Linked DNA regions of Gossypium hirsutum: region 1 is linked to region 2. The links are chromatin contacts, called in public Hi-C maps. All regions are on one chromosome and are shown on one strand. The core of a region is the stretch at or near the end of the contact, and the rest is flanking DNA. Distances in the headings are between cores, read along the strand shown.

Region 1 (4,068 bases), core at 1,361-3,860, 260 kb before region 2:
GTTCGCTTGTATGCTGGCAAACCCATGCTAAGAGGACGCATGTTGATACTTAGGAAGGGTATGTGTTTGCATGCATGAGACCTATTTGAACCTAGTACATCACATTGAAGGACTATACCTTATAAATATAGAAATGGACCCTTAAGGGAGACCCACATACGACTATTTTACCCAAATGACCTAAAAAAATAATTATTTGCATAAATGACCCTGATTCAAAAACAATCACCCAAATGACTTGAAATGAACAGTAAAATAGGGTAAGGGCTAAATGGCCGGCATCACCTTTTTTCTGACACAATCATTGCTGGATGATTGTGTAAGGTGTTTAAAAAATAATTTTTTGGGTGCTGAGGACTAGATGGTTGGCACCCTTGTATTTTTTTTTTCACCTCGTATCATACTGGTATATGTTTATACCAGTATTTGAAAAAAAAATTAGGGTGTTGGCACACTAATGGCTAACTCTACTTTATCAGATTAAAAAAATATTTTTTAAGGGTGTTAGCACATTGATGGCTGACACCCTTGTACCAGATTTTTTTTAAAAAAAAATTAGGTGCTAGAATATTGATGGCCGTAACCTCAATACCAGAATTTAATTAAAAAATAAATTTAAAGGAATAAATTTAAATTTTTAAAAAAATAGAATTTAATTTAAAAATAAATTTTGAGGGATAAATTAATTTAAAGGAATAAATTTAAATTAAAAAATAGAATTTAATTAAAAATAAATAATTAAAGGATAAATCTATTCAAAGGAATAAATTTAAATTTTAAAAAATACAATTTAATTAAAAATAAATAATTAAAAGATAAATCAATTTAAAGGAATAACTTCAAATTTTAAAAAATAGAATTTAAGTAAAGAAAGAAATAATTAAAGGGTAAATTAATTTAAAGGAATAAATTTAAATTTAAAAAATAGAATTTAAATGAAAAAGAAATAATTAAAGGATAAATTAATTTAAATGAATAGAATTTACTTAAAAAAGAAAAAAATTAGAAAAAGAAAAGGGGATGAGAATTGACAGGCCCTGAGAAGCGGCCCATCCTTCAAATGGTCGGCATCAGGCTTTGAGATGCAGGGCAGGCTTTTGATTTTTTTAAAAGAATTCCTTTAAAGTTTTTTTAAATTCCTTTAATTTTTTTATTATTTTGGTGTCAGTCATTGATGTTTCAGCGTAAATTTTTTTTTATATCTAGTATAAGGGTGTCGATTATCAGTGTGTTAGTATCCTAAAATTTTTAAATACTAGTATTATACTAATATGATACAGGGTGAAAAAAATTAAAATAGTGCCAACTATTTAGTCCGCAATATTAAAAAATTATTTTTTAACACTTGACACAATCATCAAGCAATGATTGTGTTTGAAAAAAGGTGATACCATCCATTTAGTCCTGCTCAATTTTACTGTTCATTTCAAGTAATTTGGATGATTGTTTTTTAATTAGAATTATTTACGTAAATAATTTTTTTTAGTGATTTGAATAAAATAATCCCACATACTATCAAATTTTCGTATCAAAACAATATAATTTCATTTCGAGATAAATAATCTATACAAACTTAAACCACAAGAATGAAGGAAAATACATGAAAGCTTAAAACTACGAGCATTTGAGATCAACAAATACTCATCAATATGAAAATAAAGGATTTTAAAGATATACCGATCGAAGCTTCCTTGTTGCTTGCTCCCCTTTGGTCATGTCTTTGTTTCTTTTCTTGGGGCTCTCCTTTCCTCTCAAGCTTTCTCCTTCAATTTTTTTTCGGTTCCCTCCTTTCCCCTCCTCTTTGAAACAGTGAGAGCCCCCCTCTTGGCTCTTTTTAAAGCAATTTCCATTTTTGCCCTTTCTTTTTTTTTATTACTTTGCCGTGTGGTATTTGCATAGGAATTTAATTTTGTACAGTTTTTTCCGTTTACTTCATTGCTTCTTTGCAGTGTGTGCTTCTCCAAAATATAGACTGTTTTGACCTTTTTTTTTCTTATTAAGCTTTCTTTTTTGGATTAGTGGTGTGTTTGCCTCTCATGACATTAAAAATTACGATAGTAGTGAGATTAAATATTATAATAATAAAATTAAAATCAACAGTGAAATGCGTGTTTAGATTCAAACGCAATTATAATGGTGAGTTGAAAATAAAAATATCAATTAAGGACAATAGATTTACAATTATGTTTAATAAAAAATTTAAATTAATTTTATTTTTAATGAATTATTGAAAATATGTAATTTTTTTAATAAAATATTAATATGTATTATATAACTTTTATATATTTTTTAATTAATTACATAATCATTTTTAAAGTATTTGTTATATTAAATGATAATTGTTTTTTAAGGTAATTAGTTTCATTACAACCATTTGAAGTATTAGTTTTACAAATAATCACACCATATTTGGATAAAATTTAAAATATCTATTCTGAAGGATAAACGAAAGTATGGATATTTTTGTCAAAAAAAGTACCACCCATGAATTTTGAAAATTTTCATTGCACTGAGATTTGCAATCCAAACAATTGCTTCCGTGTGTTTGATAACAAAATGAGGCTGCAAAGTGCCTCATTGGGTTCAACCAGTAAACCAAAGGGGCCCTTAGCCCAAATGACAAGACACCATGCCCTTTAAATACCTCCCACCCATCAACAATTCTCTCGCTCTCTCTATCTTCATTTTTCTTTATTTTCATAATCATAATAGTTTCTTAAAAAATCATGATAGTAAATTTAGCAATAATTAATATATAAGTAATTATTTGATACATAAATAATGAAACAAGTGAGTTGAGATTTTATTAATATTTTAATTATTTTTTAATTTTTTAAATACAATTTAATGACACATAATAACTTTATAATTATCCTTAAAAAATATACATACAAAATATCTAATCTATAATGGGCTGTTTAATGTGTAACATTAATTCAAGTTTTCGATAATTTCAAATTAAAAGTAAATTAAACTATAAAATTTAAAATATATTTAAATTTGAATTTGTTAATTTAAAGAATGGAATGTGAAATTGACTCAAAAATCAAACTTAATCCAAACAAAAATGGATCACAACAGTAGGAAACAAAAATAGGAGTCCGGTAATTTGGCCTTTCTTAGGTGCGAGAGGAAGGTTACCCTTGACAACCAGTTTGATTCGTAGGAGCTTGCAAATGTATAGAGCAATCCGCTTAATGAGTGGAATATTGAAGTAGAGCCTTAGTAGAGAAAAGATGAAGCCAATAGGAAGCCAAAACAAAGTGGAGAGGGTAGCCAAGAGAGTACGTATTTGGACTAGGTGTTCTTCGAGAAATATGATGAGGCTTAGAAGCTTGTTTCTTGGTAATGTATTGCATTTGGTTATTGGCACCATGTATCCTTGCTGAACATACAAACAATGAAATCAATGTAAAAATTGCAAGCAACTCTTCATCTGGCTTTTATCTACAGTGTCAGATATTGGTGGATGCATGTACGAATTTCCATGCAGGCAAAATTCAAGCTGGTAAAATTTTTTTGTTATTTTCATGGCCAACTTTTTTTTTTATTATTATTCTTTTACTAATCAAGGCATTTAAATTGGAAGCGGAGGGCCCATTGGGCAACGTACGGTACCTAATATCACGAGGACGGTGCTGCTAGAACAAATGTTAGAAATGTTTAGAGTAAGTGTAATACGTATATAGGGCATGAAAATATTGTGGTTGAGTGTAACAAAATCAAACAAAAAACATTATGGATACCCAAATGCTTTCACCTACCCTATCGCCAAACCAAAATTAGTTTTATGGTTGAGGTATTCGTAACAGAAATCCCCTGCCCCCAGCGAATGCCTCTCTATGCCCCACGTTTTTTTAGAGCATTTTTCTTTTATAAAAAAATGTTTTTTTCCTACCTCATTTTTCAGATTATACATTAATTCTAAAGGAATTTAAATTAAAAAAAAAACATAAAAATTGTAATAACAAATTAGGAAAATTTAAATTAATACATCATAATATTTTTAATTTATAAAAAATAAAAAAGAGATGAAGATGGCCTCATATCACATTAGTATGTCGAGTT
Region 2 (4,688 bases), core at 301-2,800:
ATTAGGTTCAATTTTAGGAGGTGGTGGTGGAAGAGGAGGAGGAGGAGGAGAAGTCTCGTCGCCAACCATTTAGAATGATAAAAAAAATAATTTGTATCAAAAACCTTGCTCAAATTCCATGACAAGAATAAGGTAATCTCTTGAATTTTATTGATTGACTTCAAGGGTACATATATATCTATACAGTCATAGTTACGTAGGAATCAAATTACTAAAAGATAATATCCCATAATAATATCCTATAATATCCTATTAGGATTCAATTTTCTAAAAGATAATATCCCATAATATCCTAACATGCATGGGAAAAAATCGACTAACAGAGAGGAAAAAGATTGATTTACAACGGCAAAAATTTTTGACAAATAAAGGCAAAAAAAAAAGTACAACAATTTAAAAGCATAGAAAGAACTAACCTTAATGGATGAAATCATCTTGCAAATGAATCTCCATAGTTGATTTTTGTAGATTCACATTGGCTTTTTTTTAGATTTACTTTGGACTTTAGGCTTTGGACTTTGAGGTGAAAGTGAAAATGGGAGAATGAAAGCTACTGATATATTAACACCCCTGTTAGGTTTGAGAGCATGTGGCAAAGGGAGTAATTTTTGAGTAAGCATGGTTAGATATGTCATTCCACATATCTCATTCCCATTCAACCGTGAAAAATGTTGCCCATCCCAGCGTTTTTTGTTTTGGAAGTTTTAGCTCAACAAGCTCTTGCAAACCTTCATTCACCAAACATTACAATTAGAGGGTTTGATTATTCAATCCTCTATTTGTGCCCTAACAACTAAAAAATCCAAAACTCTACCGAACAGCCCAAAAGGAATTTTGACATTAGTCTAATTCACCACCTTAGTCCTTTTATTGCTCAAACTTTTAAAATTAATCTTTATGCTTTTTTAATAAGGGTACAAGGTATAGGTTGTTTAAGAATTGAACTCGAGATCATTGTCAATTAAAGACTTGTGCACAAATATTTTATTATTTCACATGTGGTTTAATTGACTTGTCCTTATGTTTTTAATTTAATAAATTTAGTCCTCTACTTGTTTGATTTAAAAACTAAAGTTCAATTGACAATACTATTAATTATTTTTCTTCAAATTTGAAAATGTGTTATTGATTTTGCTTTAAATTTTAAATCATGCCCTTAATTTTAGAATAACACATATTTAAATTTAACTAAATTTCATTAAAAATGTTATCAATTGGATTTTAATTTTTAAATCAAATAAGTACACGGACTAAATTTGTATAGTTAAAAATAGAAAGCCTAAATTTCAAATATTCAGAGAGTATAGGGACTGAGAGCATAATTAAACCTTTGATGTTTAACAATATAGCGGTCGATTGAACGGTGCATCGCGATGGAAAGTTACATTTACTGACAAGAAAACTTAAAGACCACGTGGCGCGACACAAGCTCATATAAAAAAGCAAGGGTAAAACAGTAATTGATCAAGGAAGAGAAAATTTTCAAAAGACGCTCCCCTTCCCGATCCTGCTGTCCCATTTTTACCCTTGGTTTAAATTAAAATTCTCCATTGTATCCTTTCGTTTTTTCAACTTTATTCGACGCGTAAAGTCATAGCACCTTCGATTTCGCTTCTTCAGTGTTTCTTTTTTGCTCTTCCAAGTCACGTATCTTCTCTTCCCCTTCGATGAATTTTTAGTTTTAAATTTAAATTCATTAAAATTCGACAAGTGGATAGATTTTGTTTTCGTATGTAAGACTGTTGTTTTTTTGGGGGGTGATTTTGATTTCTGAATTTAGAAATTGACCGTTTAAAGAAATCGTTACTACTTAATACTGCTAGCGTTTTAAAAAAAAATCCAGAAAATTTTGGATTCTTACGTTATTCGAATCAAAATCTATTGTTTTTCATTTTTAAACAAGTTTTTAGATTTTATTCGGTTAGGATTTTGCAGAGCTCGAGTTTCGAGGTGGAAAGTATACGGTTATGGAATCAGATCAGAGAGCATAATGGAGGGAAAACGACACTGTTTTGGTACTAAAGTTGATACTAGTTCTTTTAAACTGAACCGCCATTTTCGTTTCGAGGGAAAAGAAAACAAAACAAGCAGAAATGAGAAAATGAGTAAAACTTTTTATTATTATTAATTTATGAGTATAAACTATAAAGTTGAAGATTTTCGTTGCTTGACTATTAAGCATAGTTGGTGACCACTAGGGAAAGTTTTCTGCTCTTTCAAGAATTAAAAATTAAAATTTGAGTGTTTTTTTTGGGGGGGGGGTTAGGAAGGGATCTTTTCATCTTAACTACCAGTTCTCATTGACATTTGATTTTGTTTTTTAAAAATGGTTAATTTAAGTGATGTTTAACCTTAAAAGTAGAATATAAGAAGCAAATCATTTTCATGTTGGTTGGATAAAGTCTATAATTAGCTCGCTGTTGCTGATATAATCAGTAATTAGTCTTTATACTCATGGATCGTTTTCTATAGTTAGTTGGATTTTATAATCATGATTAGCTTCTTTTTGCAGATAGGCTTATGGTTGTGAAAGGATTGGCCTGAGCTTTAATATATATTTAGCAACCCCAACAACCTTGCTGTTAACTTGTAAACTCTCTTGCATTTTTAGGAAAGCAAGGGTGAGTACGATGTGTGTTTGATCTATCGAGTTTGATTTTTTGTCCTCTTTTTGAGAACCTGCAAATTCATGGCTCTTTTTTTCACTTAACGCCTAGTAGGGTGAGTAACAAGAAAAGTGGAGTAGGAAAAAAAAATGGGGGCAATTGGTGGGGAGGAGTTAAAGCAGGTGGAGAAAGAACAGAAGGCGCAAACGGCAGGTGCTCGTGAGGAGAGGATTCTTGTTGTGGTGAGGTTGAGGCCTTTGAGTGACAAGGAAATTATAGCAAATGAAGTTGCTGATTGGGAATGCATCAATGATAACACTATCCTATATCGGAACACCCTCCGGGAAGGGTCCACATTCCCGTCTGCCTATACATTTGGTAAGCAAACTCTTCCATTTTCGGGGCCAAACCATTTTTTATTCCCTTAAACTAGTGATAGCCAACTCTCAGTTTCTAACTCATATTTTCTGAACTTGGTATTCTTTTTTTTTTCTATGATATATTCTTTAATTGTTGAGATCTTGATTTCGTTTTATATTACAAATTCATGGTAGAAGTTGTTTCTGTTATATGCTTGGGATTTGGAAGCAGCTTTGTTCAATAAAGTTTCATATATGAGACTTATGTTGCTGTCTCTTTTTTCTTCCTTCATATGTTGGGAACAGATAGAGTATTTCGGGGTGACTGCTTGACAAAGCAAGTATATGAGGAAGGAGCCAAGGAGGTTGCACTTTCAGTCGTTAGTGGTATTAATTGTAAGTAGTGGTATTCGCAATTTGGCATCTTGGTGTTTTGTCTCTTTTGTTAAACTACTTGGTGAGGAAAAAACAGTTTTTTCTAACAAATTTTCTTCCTTCTGTTCCACAGCTACTATTTTTGCATATGGGCAAACTAGCAGTGGGAAGACGTACACCATGACTGGAATAACTGAGTATACTGTCGCAGATATATTTGACTACATAAACAGAGTAATGAAAGTTTTGACTCATCTTAGTTCCACCATGTTTTTATGTCTGTTGCATCTTTCCCGTACCTATTATTTCGAAGCTTTTTTTTTTTAACTTACTACCAATGTCATCATTTCAGCACAAGGAGAGAGCATTTGTTTTGAAGTTCTCAGCAATTGAGATATACAATGAAGCAATTAGAGACCTCCTAAGCTCAGAAAACACTCAACTTAAGCTGCGTGATGATCCTGAGGTGAATAAGGACATTTCTATTACTTTCAGTTTACTGAGTTATGTTTGATCTAACAAGTTCTTTTCATCAGAGAGGAATCATTGTGGAAAAAGTTACAGAGGAAGTGCTGAGGGACTGGAACCATTTAAAAGAACTCCTAGCTATTTGTGAAGGTAAAGCATTTTAAAGAGTCCTATGTTTACTGAATGATGTTGCACACTTGTGCCTTCATTTATAATCATTACCTTTTTAATGCGTTGCAATGCTGCAGCTCAAAGAAAGATAGGAGAGACCTCATTGAACGAGAGAAGCTCCAGATCTCATCAAATTATAAGATTGGTATCCTCCTCTTCCCTTCTCTTCCTTTTTCTTTAATGTTTAATTGAGAATAGCTCATGTGTAGTGACGTTGAGTTGTTTTTCTTTCCCTTTTAGCTTACTGTAATGTGGGTTCTAACTTTTGTAGACAATTGAAAGCTCTGCTCGTGAGTTCCTAGGGAAAGAAAATTCAACAACCCTTGCAGCAAGTGTGGTATGGCTCGTGGAATTTACTTTCACATTTGCATTTCACTGGGAGCTCCTAAAATGGTTAATTCATGCAAAGATGGTATTTGAGTGCAGAATTTTGTTGATTTGGCTGGAAGTGAGCGAGCATCTCAGTCATTATCCACCGGCGCAAGACTGAAAGAGGGTTGCCATATAAATCGTAGTTTACTGACCCTGTCAACTGTTATTCGCAAGCTAAGGTTAATTGGATCATCATATACTTTGAGTGCTCATAGTGTTTTAAATTCAACCATCTGCAAGAGACTATTTTATGTATTTAAATTTGTTGTCGGATGTAGTTGGTTATTGTCCCAGTAGTTATCTATTACTTTGCTTGATTGAGTTCCTTTTTCCTTTT

The links. A called contact is a pair of places that touch in the nucleus more often than the background predicts.
Region 1: a contact with region 2 is called in a Hi-C map of leaf, with 4 times the contacts expected there. The contact joins the enhancer-like site here to the promoter of LOC107893789 in region 2. A contact is called at or near these places in 8 of 34 Hi-C or Micro-C datasets (callus, leaf and seedling).

What each region holds. Positions count from the first base shown.
Region 1 is chrA13:44,209,168-44,213,235 of Gossypium_hirsutum_v2.1, reverse strand. It overlaps LOC107929252 (glycerol-3-phosphate 2-O-acyltransferase 6), which reads right to left. Exons shown (of 2, transcript XM_016860623.2): 2 at 2,859-3,385. The coding sequence ends at 3,053. Among protein-coding and RNA genes, the nearest start is that of LOC107929252, 4.2 kb to the right of the region's middle. Within about 2 kb of position 2,610, at least 3 of the 9 cell types and tissues checked have an H3K27ac peak or open chromatin away from gene starts, as enhancers often do. A contact at or near this core is called in leaf, where this site is marked.
Region 2 is chrA13:43,943,257-43,947,944 of Gossypium_hirsutum_v2.1, reverse strand. It overlaps LOC107893789 (kinesin-like protein KIN-7F), which reads left to right and starts at 1,550. Exons shown (of 15, transcript XM_041086018.1): 1 at 1,550-1,647; 2 at 2,513-2,621; 3 at 2,721-2,984; 4 at 3,272-3,361; 5 at 3,474-3,574; 6 at 3,693-3,806; 7 at 3,877-3,958; 8 at 4,057-4,124; 9 at 4,251-4,316; 10 at 4,406-4,530. The coding sequence starts at 2,756.